Regions from separate parts of the Mus musculus genome. Here region 1 is linked to region 2. A link is a contact called in public Hi-C data. All regions are on one chromosome and are shown on one strand. The core of a region is the stretch at or near the end of the contact, and the rest is flanking DNA. Distances in the headings are between cores, read along the strand shown. Region 1 has its middle 430 kb from the start of 5031426D15Rik. Region 2 has its middle 110 kb from the start of 5031426D15Rik.

Region 1 (4,902 bases), core at 306-2,805, 320 kb after region 2:
CTAAATCTTTGACTGCCTGAGGAATTCCAAAGCCATGCTGGAGCTGTTTTGCTTTTTATTAATTTATCTTCACTCACAGATTTGGAGGATGTGGCAAACAACAAAAGTCCCCATGACAAGCAATGTCAATTGAGTCTCTGGCTTTCTCTAAAGAGAAAGTTCTTTGTAGTATAACATTATTAGGGTCCACATGAACTTACAATAGGCTAGATGCTTTATACACAAGGGGCACTTAACTCCAGAGCTCTGAAGTCTGGGTGGTCTAGACTCTAGCAGACTCTGTCTGGGGGAGTCTGATACCCAGGTTTTTTTTTGTTGTTGTTGCTGTTTGTTTGTGGCCTTTTTGTTTGTTTGTTTGTTTGTTTGAGAAAGGGTTTCTCTGTGTAGCCCTGGTTGTCCTGGAACTCACTCTGTAGACCAGGCTGGCCTCAAACTCAGAAATTCACCTGCCTCTGCCTCCCAAGTGCTGGGATTAAAGGCATGTGCCACCACTGCCCAACTAATGATATCCAGTTTTAGATAGCTGTTTTCTCACTATATTCTTTCTCCATAGAGGGATAGATGATGAACTGTTCAGGATTTATTTATAAGACCAAGAAATTCACACATTAGGATTTTACTCTCTTGTGCTAATCATCTTCTCAAAGCTCCCCCTCCTAAAAAATAAAGAATTACTCCGGAGATTGGGATTTTAGGATTTCCACATCTGTTTGGGGGACACAAAAACATTCTATCGCAAATGTCACAAGGAGGCATGACAGAATGAGGACAGTTTACTCAAGAAGAAAGAACACTATCCAGTGCCTTCCATCTCATTACAGCCACCTCCTGATTCTTTCAGTACGTGACATTATTTGTGAAAGGGAAATCAAGCATATAGGAAAAACAGTAGACTATCAAATTAAACAGACCCTTAAGCCCTTGTGTGTGGTAGCTTATTCTGAATAAATACATGTTTCACAGTAAAAGTAAGGTCTCAGTTTCCCATCTTGGGATTCAAGATATTTGATCATTATTATTTCATTAATATATATATTTATATATATATATATATATATATATTTATACACATACATATATATATGTATAGTGTGTGTGTGTTTATTTTAAGAAATCTGACTGAGAAAATTATTGAGAATGTAAACCACGAGGCACAGATGCCTCCAGTATTCTGATTTGACATTACTCCCTGCTTCAGAATATTGGAAGGTTTCCTTAATAATTCCTAATTGGAGTCTTGGTTCAGATAAACCTGACAGTCCATTTAAGATGGCTTTGGTGGCTCAAGAACATGCTGAGACTCTCTGATGTAGGTTGTTTGGCTTAAGGATTTGAGAAAGCAAATAGAAGCAGCTGCACTAAGGATTTTGTGCAATTAGGTTCATGCAGATTCTGGAAGTTGCTTATTAGGTCTGTCACTTTCAATCCATCTGGTATTTTCGTGTTCAAGCCGAATTGCAGGTTGCTCAGCGGGGTCAGTGGTTTTCCTTTTACCTGCTAGACAGCATTGTACAACCTCGAAGGCTTATCTGCTGGAGGCAGGATGCACGATTTGGCTGCCTATTGCAAGGCACATGCATTTTTGATTTGACTGTGTGAGACAGCTCAGACACCTCCTAGGAGTTCCAGTTTGGACCAGTTCAAGATGTAGATATTATTCCCAGGTTGTTCTGGGCTTATTTGTTTTAATTTTTCAAATGTTCTTTCTCCTCTCCTTTGTGTGTTGCACAAAACCAAAAGTAAATGTTGTGGAAAGTGGGCACATCCACTTTTCAGCATTATCTGTCTGGTGTGGATTCAGAATCTGTAGAGTTAATTAGACACAATCTCTGAAACAGGGCTCGACCCTTTCAAACTTCTGCTAAATTGGGGAATTCTCAATATCAAAGACTCTTCGAATGTGCTAATTAGTGTATAATTCTCCCTTCCATCTTTCTCTCCAATACATATTTTTATAAAGCCAGCCTTCATTTGGACAGAGGAAGTTTGGATTCAAAGACATTCAGAAGACTTCTCTATGTGTGCGTCACCCCTTCCTTTCTAATACTTCATTTCCCACACTAATAACTTGTCAGTTCTCAGTTTCCATTTTGGATTCTACGTGTTTCATAATTTTGTAGCTCCCTTCTCCCTATCTATGAAGTAGTGTGAGAATATGCTAAGGCACGCCATGCCATCTGGGATGAAAGCTTTCAAAACTCTGGTGTTTTGTCTCTTTTCTGCACCTATGACCTTGGCCTCTTGAGATTCTGAGAGGAAATTTTCCAGGAGATGTGAATGAATCCGAGCGAAAGTCCATTGGTTTTCCTTGGCTTCTTTCATTCACCTTATGTTTTTTATACTTATGGGTTTAAATTTCTTCAAAGATGATGAGCAGGGGCCACTGGGTTTCTTATGATGTATTCTAAAACAGTGTCAGGACAGAGACAGGGATTGATCCACAAAGATGAAATGACTGCCTATTCTCTTTCATCTTGGCAGTGAGAAGGTAGATCCAGCAAATGCATGAGGTCCAGCCAGTGCACTTTGTCAAATGGTTCCTGTCTATGCCATCTCTACGAGGGTGGGTAGGAGAGGTGTGAATGGTGGAGGCAGAGGGTCTTTTTCTGAGAGCAAAGGGGAAGGACAATTCTGTGAAACTGATGGACTCTTATTGAATTTCTGGTAGGTAGCTTGTTTTCCCTGAAGGACTTCTGGATGCTTATGTGAGATCTATCTTGATGCCTCCTTTTATGCTTTTAAATTTAGTCCTATAGAAGCAGGAGGTGACAATGGCTAGGCTGTTGACAAATGAAAGAAAAGGGCTTGTTTCAGTGACATATTGAGGCATTTAGAATTTGAAGGAGAAATAGCTAACATGAAGAAATGATTCGTTTCTGTTCAGTCCTCTGAACTATCAACAAAGCACCATAATATTCATCTTATTTTCTGCAGAGAGACCCCCATCTCAAGAAATACAAATAATAGGACTTACAAGACAGACATAATGGCATAGCCAGTTAAGGCTCATGCTACCAAGCCTCAGGCCTGGAGTTCCATCCACAGAACCCACATAATGAAAATAGACTACTGACTTCCCTAAGCTTTCCTTTGACTTCCACATATATGCTGTGGCTATACACACACACAGTCTCTCTCTTTCTGTCTCATGTATGCACATGCACACACACACACACACACATAAACTCATACTTCATAACAAAACAAGTAAATCAATAAATAAGTGTAATGAAAATTTGAAAGTCAGTAAAATAATGATTATTATAATGGTAAATGAAAATATTCAATGGAGGTTGTCTTTTTCAAAAATTACATGAGAACAGTTGCATATTTATAGGCAAACAGGAAAGGAAAAGGAAGAAAGGAAGGACTAGAGGGCAGAAGGTTGTTTGGCCAACCTAAGTAATAGACCTCATACAAATCAATTCAAAATGTTAAGTGTTGAAATAAATCTCAATGACTTTAGAGTAAAGCCTGGGAGAACACCCAGAGGAAGTCAAGGCAAGGAAATGGAGTCTCAAACATGGCATCAAAACCACAGTGCTTAGAAGGAAGATTTGATAAATTGCACTTTCTAAATATTGAAGATTTCTGTTCTGTAAAAGACCTGATCAGGAGGGCTGAGAAGAGAGACTGGGGAGTGCAGAGAGCCTTCACTAACTCCAAGGCCACGTAGAACTTTCAAAACTCAGCAGAAACACCAAACCAACCAGTTCCTCCAAACAAATAAAAAGCACAAAGATGATTAATAATAATAATATTGATATTAATAATAAATTCAATTATGCTTTTGCAGTGGGCAAAAGACAAGAAGAAGGCATACACATGTCCCATAAGCACATGAATGTTTTTTTACATCACTAACCCATAGAGAAATCCAAGTATTACTATACATTTATTAGAATGACTCAAGAAAAGTACAGTGAAAAATCAAGTACTGGCAAGAAGGCAAAGAAAGTAAGTTGCTTATATATTGCTGTGGATATGAAATGATAAAGCTAGCCTCAAAAATATTATGCTTTTCAAAGACCCTACTGAGAAGTGGTACTGCTTAATATTTATTCCAAAAAAAATGGAGACAATAATAATATAGAAACCCAAACCAGAATATTGATAGAATCTTCATACTTATCCCAAACTAGCCACACTCAGGTGGGCATTAGAGAGTAGATGGTTAAACAAACTGTGGAATATACATTCCATGGGATAGTACTCAGCAATGAAAATTCACTAAGCTATGTTCCACAACCTTGAAAAATCCCTAGGGATGGATGTACCCAGCAATTGTGTGTGTGTGTGTGTGTATGTGTGTATGCCTGAGCTTGATATCAAGAGTCTTCCTAGACTACCCTTCACCTTTTCCATTTCAGAGTCTCACTTGACTTCTGAGCTCTCCCGTAGAGACTTTGTAGCTAGCTAACTTACTCTGGAGAATCTCATGTTCCACCTTCTGAGTGTGGAAATTACAGGTTGGATGCTATTCCCAACCAGCATTGAGGTGCTAGGGGCCATTTGTGAAATATTTTTTCCCATTAAGCCATTTGTCTAGCCTCTTGGATGTCTTGTATTAACATAATTAAAATGCCACCACAATTTTCTCTGAACTGGGGATGGGCTTTTAGCCCCACTTAATAGTTAAAAATATTCTACATACCAGTGCAGTGAATACACCTAAGATAACCAATTGTACGAAGTAAGGAATTGAAAACCTTGATTGTTTGGCCCAAGGTCAACTGGCTGGCAGAAAGCTCAACTTGCTGGCCAGCAGCATCACAAAAGAGTATTTTATCCCATGCCATTTGTTTGAGAAAAGATCTAAATTCAAATTTTCAGTAAGATTTATGCTCAGTATGCATTACTTATACATTTTTGTAAAGTATGAAAAAAGAACTAAAAAAACAA
Region 2 (5,067 bases), core at 2,120-4,619:
ACATGGATTCAGAACCATGTTTAGCTTCAGTTCCAGAAGATCTGACACCCTCTTCTGTCCTCCGTGAGCACCAGGAATGCACATGGTGAATATACAGTTATGCAGCAAATCACCCAGACACACACAAGACTCTAAAATTAAAAATTATATTTAATAAAATTACTAATAAATACATGCATTTGAATAGAGATATTATTCAATGGATTCAGCATTATGAATTAACTCATATTTAACATTTCCTTTGTTTCATTTTATAAAGTAAATATTGATAAGCTTAATGTTTACAGACAATGACTTTGAAACCCTCATCATGTATTTAAAAATTATAAAGGGGTCTGAGAACAAAATGGTTGGGAACTTAATACTTTGGAACTGATCTGGAGAAATAAACTCTACTTCAGTAAGGATAATATTTATACTGGACATAAGTAGATCATTTTAGGTAAACGGAAACTTTAGGCTCCCAAGTCTGTGTTTTGTTGCAAGTTTCAACGATTCTAGAAGGAATCAGAAACCAGTGTGGCCTAACGCAGGAGCAGCTGAGTGTGGCTGGGAGGGCTCCCTCAATCAGACTTAGGCTGGGGTGACAAGGTTTATGTGTATATTGACGTGTACAGGATTGCTTGATTAGGTGGCAGCTGAGTGGAGAGATGCTTTCCTAAATGGATTTGATACTATCAGTTGAAGAATTAAATATATGTGTCTTTCATCCCATCTTACCACAGCATTATATGGGCTCTGTTACAGACTGTTCCCTTATTTGCTTAGCAAGGTAAGGTGTATGGCCAATGGCCAGGCCCCTCTGTTTCACCTCTCACCTTTAGTGAGCAAAACAAGCATGCTAAGTCATTCTTGACTAACAAGTCCTGAAAATGGACTTTAATCAAGATAATCAAACCCAGTCCCCGGCCATGCTAAAGCTGCAGCCGCGATGTGGTTTGCTCAGTGTTGGGGGAATGGGAAATGTGTCTGTCACTGCTGACTGACCTGCTCTCAGATCTGCACAATTATATTTTTAGCTAAACAACAAATGTGGCAAAAGTGGGGAAAATATTGAGAATTTCAATAATGAGACTTTTGAAGGAAGCTCAGCTCTCTGAAAGCCAGCCTGCCGGAGATGGATACAATGTACTTAGCAGCAGTTATTGAAGCACTTGTGAGCGCATAACAATTACACAAAAGAGATCACACTGTCCTCTCCCGACATCAGACATCAAATTGTACCTGGGTATACTGTGCTTTATCAAGGCTCGGGAGAAAAAAAAATTACATCTCTCCTTACTTTACAAACTCTCGGAGTTCTGAATCTCCTAAATGAATTAAAAAGAGAGAGCTATTTAATTGTCTCGCTGAAAAGCACAGGCTGTAACGCCCATGCACGTTTAAGAAAAGGTATTTATTTAACAAGCATTTGTTGATCAAGTACTGTGTGCCCACATGTGATAACAGACTGGAAGAACAAGAATTTAGCAGAGGTTGCATTCCAATGGAGTAGGGAAATTAGTATTTCCTATAATTTTGAGCATTTATAAATAATACAGAGGAAAGTAGTGAATGTAGAAGAGGACACATGGAACTAAGATTGTCACCAAAGGTGGCACTTTGTTTTCAGTCCTCTTCTCGGCACACCCTAAATCTTTGCTTGCTCTTGTTAGTTCATCTACATCTCTACTTATGTCCCTTTTTCTATGCTGTAGATCAGAGAGCTGGGATGTTCATGGGGTTTAGCTCTAAGGGAGAAGAACAAACTTGCCTAGACAAACTTGTTTATTTTCTTGACCCAGTTTTCTAGATGATTATATCAAGTGTGCATGTACAATATTCAAGATCCCATTCAAGACATGGAAGTGCAAGATCAGAAAATTGCAGTTTGTTAGTTTGAAGATGATTCTATAGCAATATTATCATATATGCTAATGTGGTCATGCAATATTATAGTATATGCTAATGTAGTCATGTAATATTCTAGTATATGCTAATAAGAATACAGCTATGAAAAGAGATTTGGTAAGCTCAAAGGATTGATATTTCAGATGTAAGTCCTTTGGCGATGGGCAGAGGGCTGTCCTCAGTAGGAAGAATGGGAGTTGAAATACTGACTTGGCATTTAAGTAAGATGTTAATCAACTCACAACATCAAGATAAAAATATTATACAATAGGAGGACTATTTCTATTAATTATCTGACCAAATGATTTGAGTAATCAGAACAGAAAATAAGAGAATACCTTTTGGGTGAAAATGGAGGTCATTTTTCCTTCCCAAATTACAATTTTATATCTTTAGATACTAATTGCAGATATTTCCTTGGAGGATTTCGATATCCAGAGGGACAAAATAAACATTAAAAAAACACTAAGTGCTAGTGACATGTAGATGAATTCTGGTTTTAGTGTTGGTCAGCTGGTTCTTTTCCAAAGCAAAACATTTGAATTCTATTTTTTATTTTAGTTGGGAAAATTATTCAGTCTGGTATAAAATATTAAAAATTACAGCTGGGTAACAGGGTTGGTTCATGGTATGGTTCGTGACTGTCATCCCAGTACTTAGAGGTGAAGACAGGAGAAACAGTAGTTCAAAGTCACCCTGGCTATAATGTGAATTTAAGGCTAGCCTGAGATACAGGAGACCCAGTCTCAAAGACACACACACACATACACACACACACTCACCAAATAATACCACACACAAGTACACAGTCATACATGCCAATCAGTTCTCACTGAAATATCAGCTTCCATTTCTTCCCCTTTCTAGTACAGTTCATTGGAAAAATAATTAATAAGGTAACATTAAAAAGCACCCACCAAAGGATGATAGTGAATCTTTTGTTTCCTTCTAGGTATACCTACACTGTTTCTCTAAAGCCATCCCTTGACCATCTTTCCTACCTTTTGTTTCTTTTGGCCTTTGCTGGTTTGCTTGGCCCTAGAATCATGCCTTTTACTTCACAAACAACCAGGAGACACTACAAACTCGAATTACTGTAGAATCTGTTGGGTGTTAATTCTGATGAAAAGCTCCAAGGATCTCATGACTCCCTGGTACAGATTTGGGCATTGCTGTCATGAGAATTACTTGGTTTTCACTTAATCATCCTGTTTGTGCTTCTCTAATGAGACTGGCTTTAGAAAAGTCAATGGGCAGACCTTTCTTTGTATATGTCAGGAATATGTTCTATCATGTGTCTGGTAGCTAAGCCTTTCAAGGTCACAATCTGTACAGGATTTATGTGTCTGTGCCAATGACAGGCTTACATCTTTCCATGCTCTGCCAGCCTTCGGTGACAGCATCTGTTATTCTATCATTTGAGCCCCTGTCTTTAGCTCTCACACCAGTGCCAGTGCACTGTAAGGAGCAGGCTAGGCATCACTGTTGTGTGTACACATGTCAGCTGCAGGAAGCCCATCTTAGGTGACAGCCATGTCACTTTGGTACCACATCCCCTTTTACACTTGATCACACTTGCAGATGGGAAGGCCAAAGATTTCCAGGCAGGAGGAAGTGATGGGAGAAATAGGTGCCAGATGGACATGTTGGTGTGCAGAAGGGGACAGAAGACCCTCCACCCAAGTGCCACAAGAGCCCATGAGGCCGCTACCTCCGGTGCAAACACTCGCCATGCCAGCTGCATAAATTGGTATCAATTCAGGGACCAAAGAAGGGCATGTGAGTCTAACCCTGATGGACACCCAGAGATGAGGTTTCCCAGCAAGAGAAGGCTGATTTTCATGGAATCTGTATGCCTGGCAGAGTTACCACTGTGTGGTGTGTGAACTCCTTCACCTAGGCTGGGTAGAAATCCTGTCCATTGTTTTCCTCACCTCTCCTGGAACTCACCTTGAGTGCACTAACACAGGACCAAGTCCTTATATGATTAAACCATTCAGGGGATTAGGAGAGGTGAGAAAATGACAGATACTTGGAACATTGGGGGTGTTCTGCATTCAGACATCTTAATGCTTACATATAAATACTTTTTAAGTTTGTTGAGAGCAAGATGGAAGATGGGTGAGGATGGGGTTTTGAACTAAGAATTTAGTTACAGGGAGAGCCTTCAGGTTTGTTGTGCAGTAGAGAAATGCAGAAAGGGGAATTTAGGGGAAGGAAATAAATAATTTAGCTTTTGTCTGAAATGAGATAATGCCAATAAAGTTGGTCTTTTTTTTTCTGGCTGTTATTTTTGGAACCTGTGTCCCTTTTGATATGTTTTTGTGCCAAGAAGAGGCTATGTGGACTCATGAGCATTTGGGTTGTGTTTGCATAGAATTGAAGTCTTACTTGTAACTATTAAGTGACTGATGCCAATAGGCTCTTGTCTGGAGCCAATGGTATTTGGAAAGTGCCTTGGGAAGATTTTCCATTGTATCTGTTTCTGAGCACCTCACAGACAGAATGCCACTGCTGATTGTGCCCACCTTCGCCATTTTTTTTTAACAGCTTGGGACCAATGATACCTACAACAGGAACTTGCTCCTAAACTGTTCTTTGGTAGAGCAAGCTCTGAAGAAAATTAAAGGAAGGTCCAGGAGATGGCTTAGCAGGTCTTATCACCAAGCCTCATGCCCTAAGTTCTACCCCTGGACCCTACATGGAGGAAAGAGAGTGTTGATCCAGCACATTTTCCTCTGAGCATGCATATGTATGTGTGCATGTATGCTCACACAAATACACACACATATACATGTTCACATGCATACACTCACACCAGTGCATGCACATACTAATGCTTGTTTTTATTTTAATGAAGCATCTAGAACTGTTTTAAAGTTCCATTGTTCAGTGTTTACTCTCATCTTGACTCACTTCCTTCATCACTGTCCTCTAGAGAAATCTGTCATTCATATTTTGGTATTTATGACTTAGCATTTGCCTTAGCAAGAAGATTAGCAGGCTGTGGTTAGCAGGCTATCAAACAAGTGTTAAGAAGTAACAGGATGAGTTTGAGGCCAGCCTGGTCTACAGAGTGAGTTCCAGGATAGAAAAAAAGGAAGAAAGAAAGAGAGAGAGAGAGAGAGAGAGAGAGAGAGAGAGAGAGAGGAAGGAAGGAAGGAAGGAAGGAAGGAA

Evidence for each region. A called contact is a pair of places that touch in the nucleus more often than the background predicts.
Region 1: a Hi-C map of cerebellum shows a contact between it and region 2, with 1.6 times the contacts expected there. The contact joins two enhancer-like sites. A contact is called at or near these places in 2 of 39 promoter capture datasets (the HPC-7 cell line and embryonic stem cells), 2 of 484 Hi-C or Micro-C datasets (cerebellar granule neurons and cerebellum) and 1 of 115 datasets of contacts at active chromatin or transcription factors (bone marrow-derived dendritic cells).

Annotation. Positions count from the first base shown.
Region 1 is chr2:7,358,271-7,363,172 of GRCm38.p6, forward strand. It overlaps a transcript of Celf2 not described here. Among named protein-coding and RNA genes, the nearest start is that of 5031426D15Rik, 430 kb to the left of the region's middle. Within about 2 kb of position 1,556, at least 2 of the 459 cell types and tissues checked have an H3K27ac peak or open chromatin away from gene starts, as enhancers often do. A contact at or near this core is called in cerebellum, where this site is marked.
Region 2 is chr2:7,035,727-7,040,793 of GRCm38.p6, forward strand. It overlaps a transcript of Celf2 not described here. Among named protein-coding and RNA genes, the nearest start is that of 5031426D15Rik, 110 kb to the left of the region's middle. Within about 2 kb of position 3,370, at least 4 of the 459 cell types and tissues checked have an H3K27ac peak or open chromatin away from gene starts, as enhancers often do. A contact at or near this core is called in cerebellum, where this site is marked.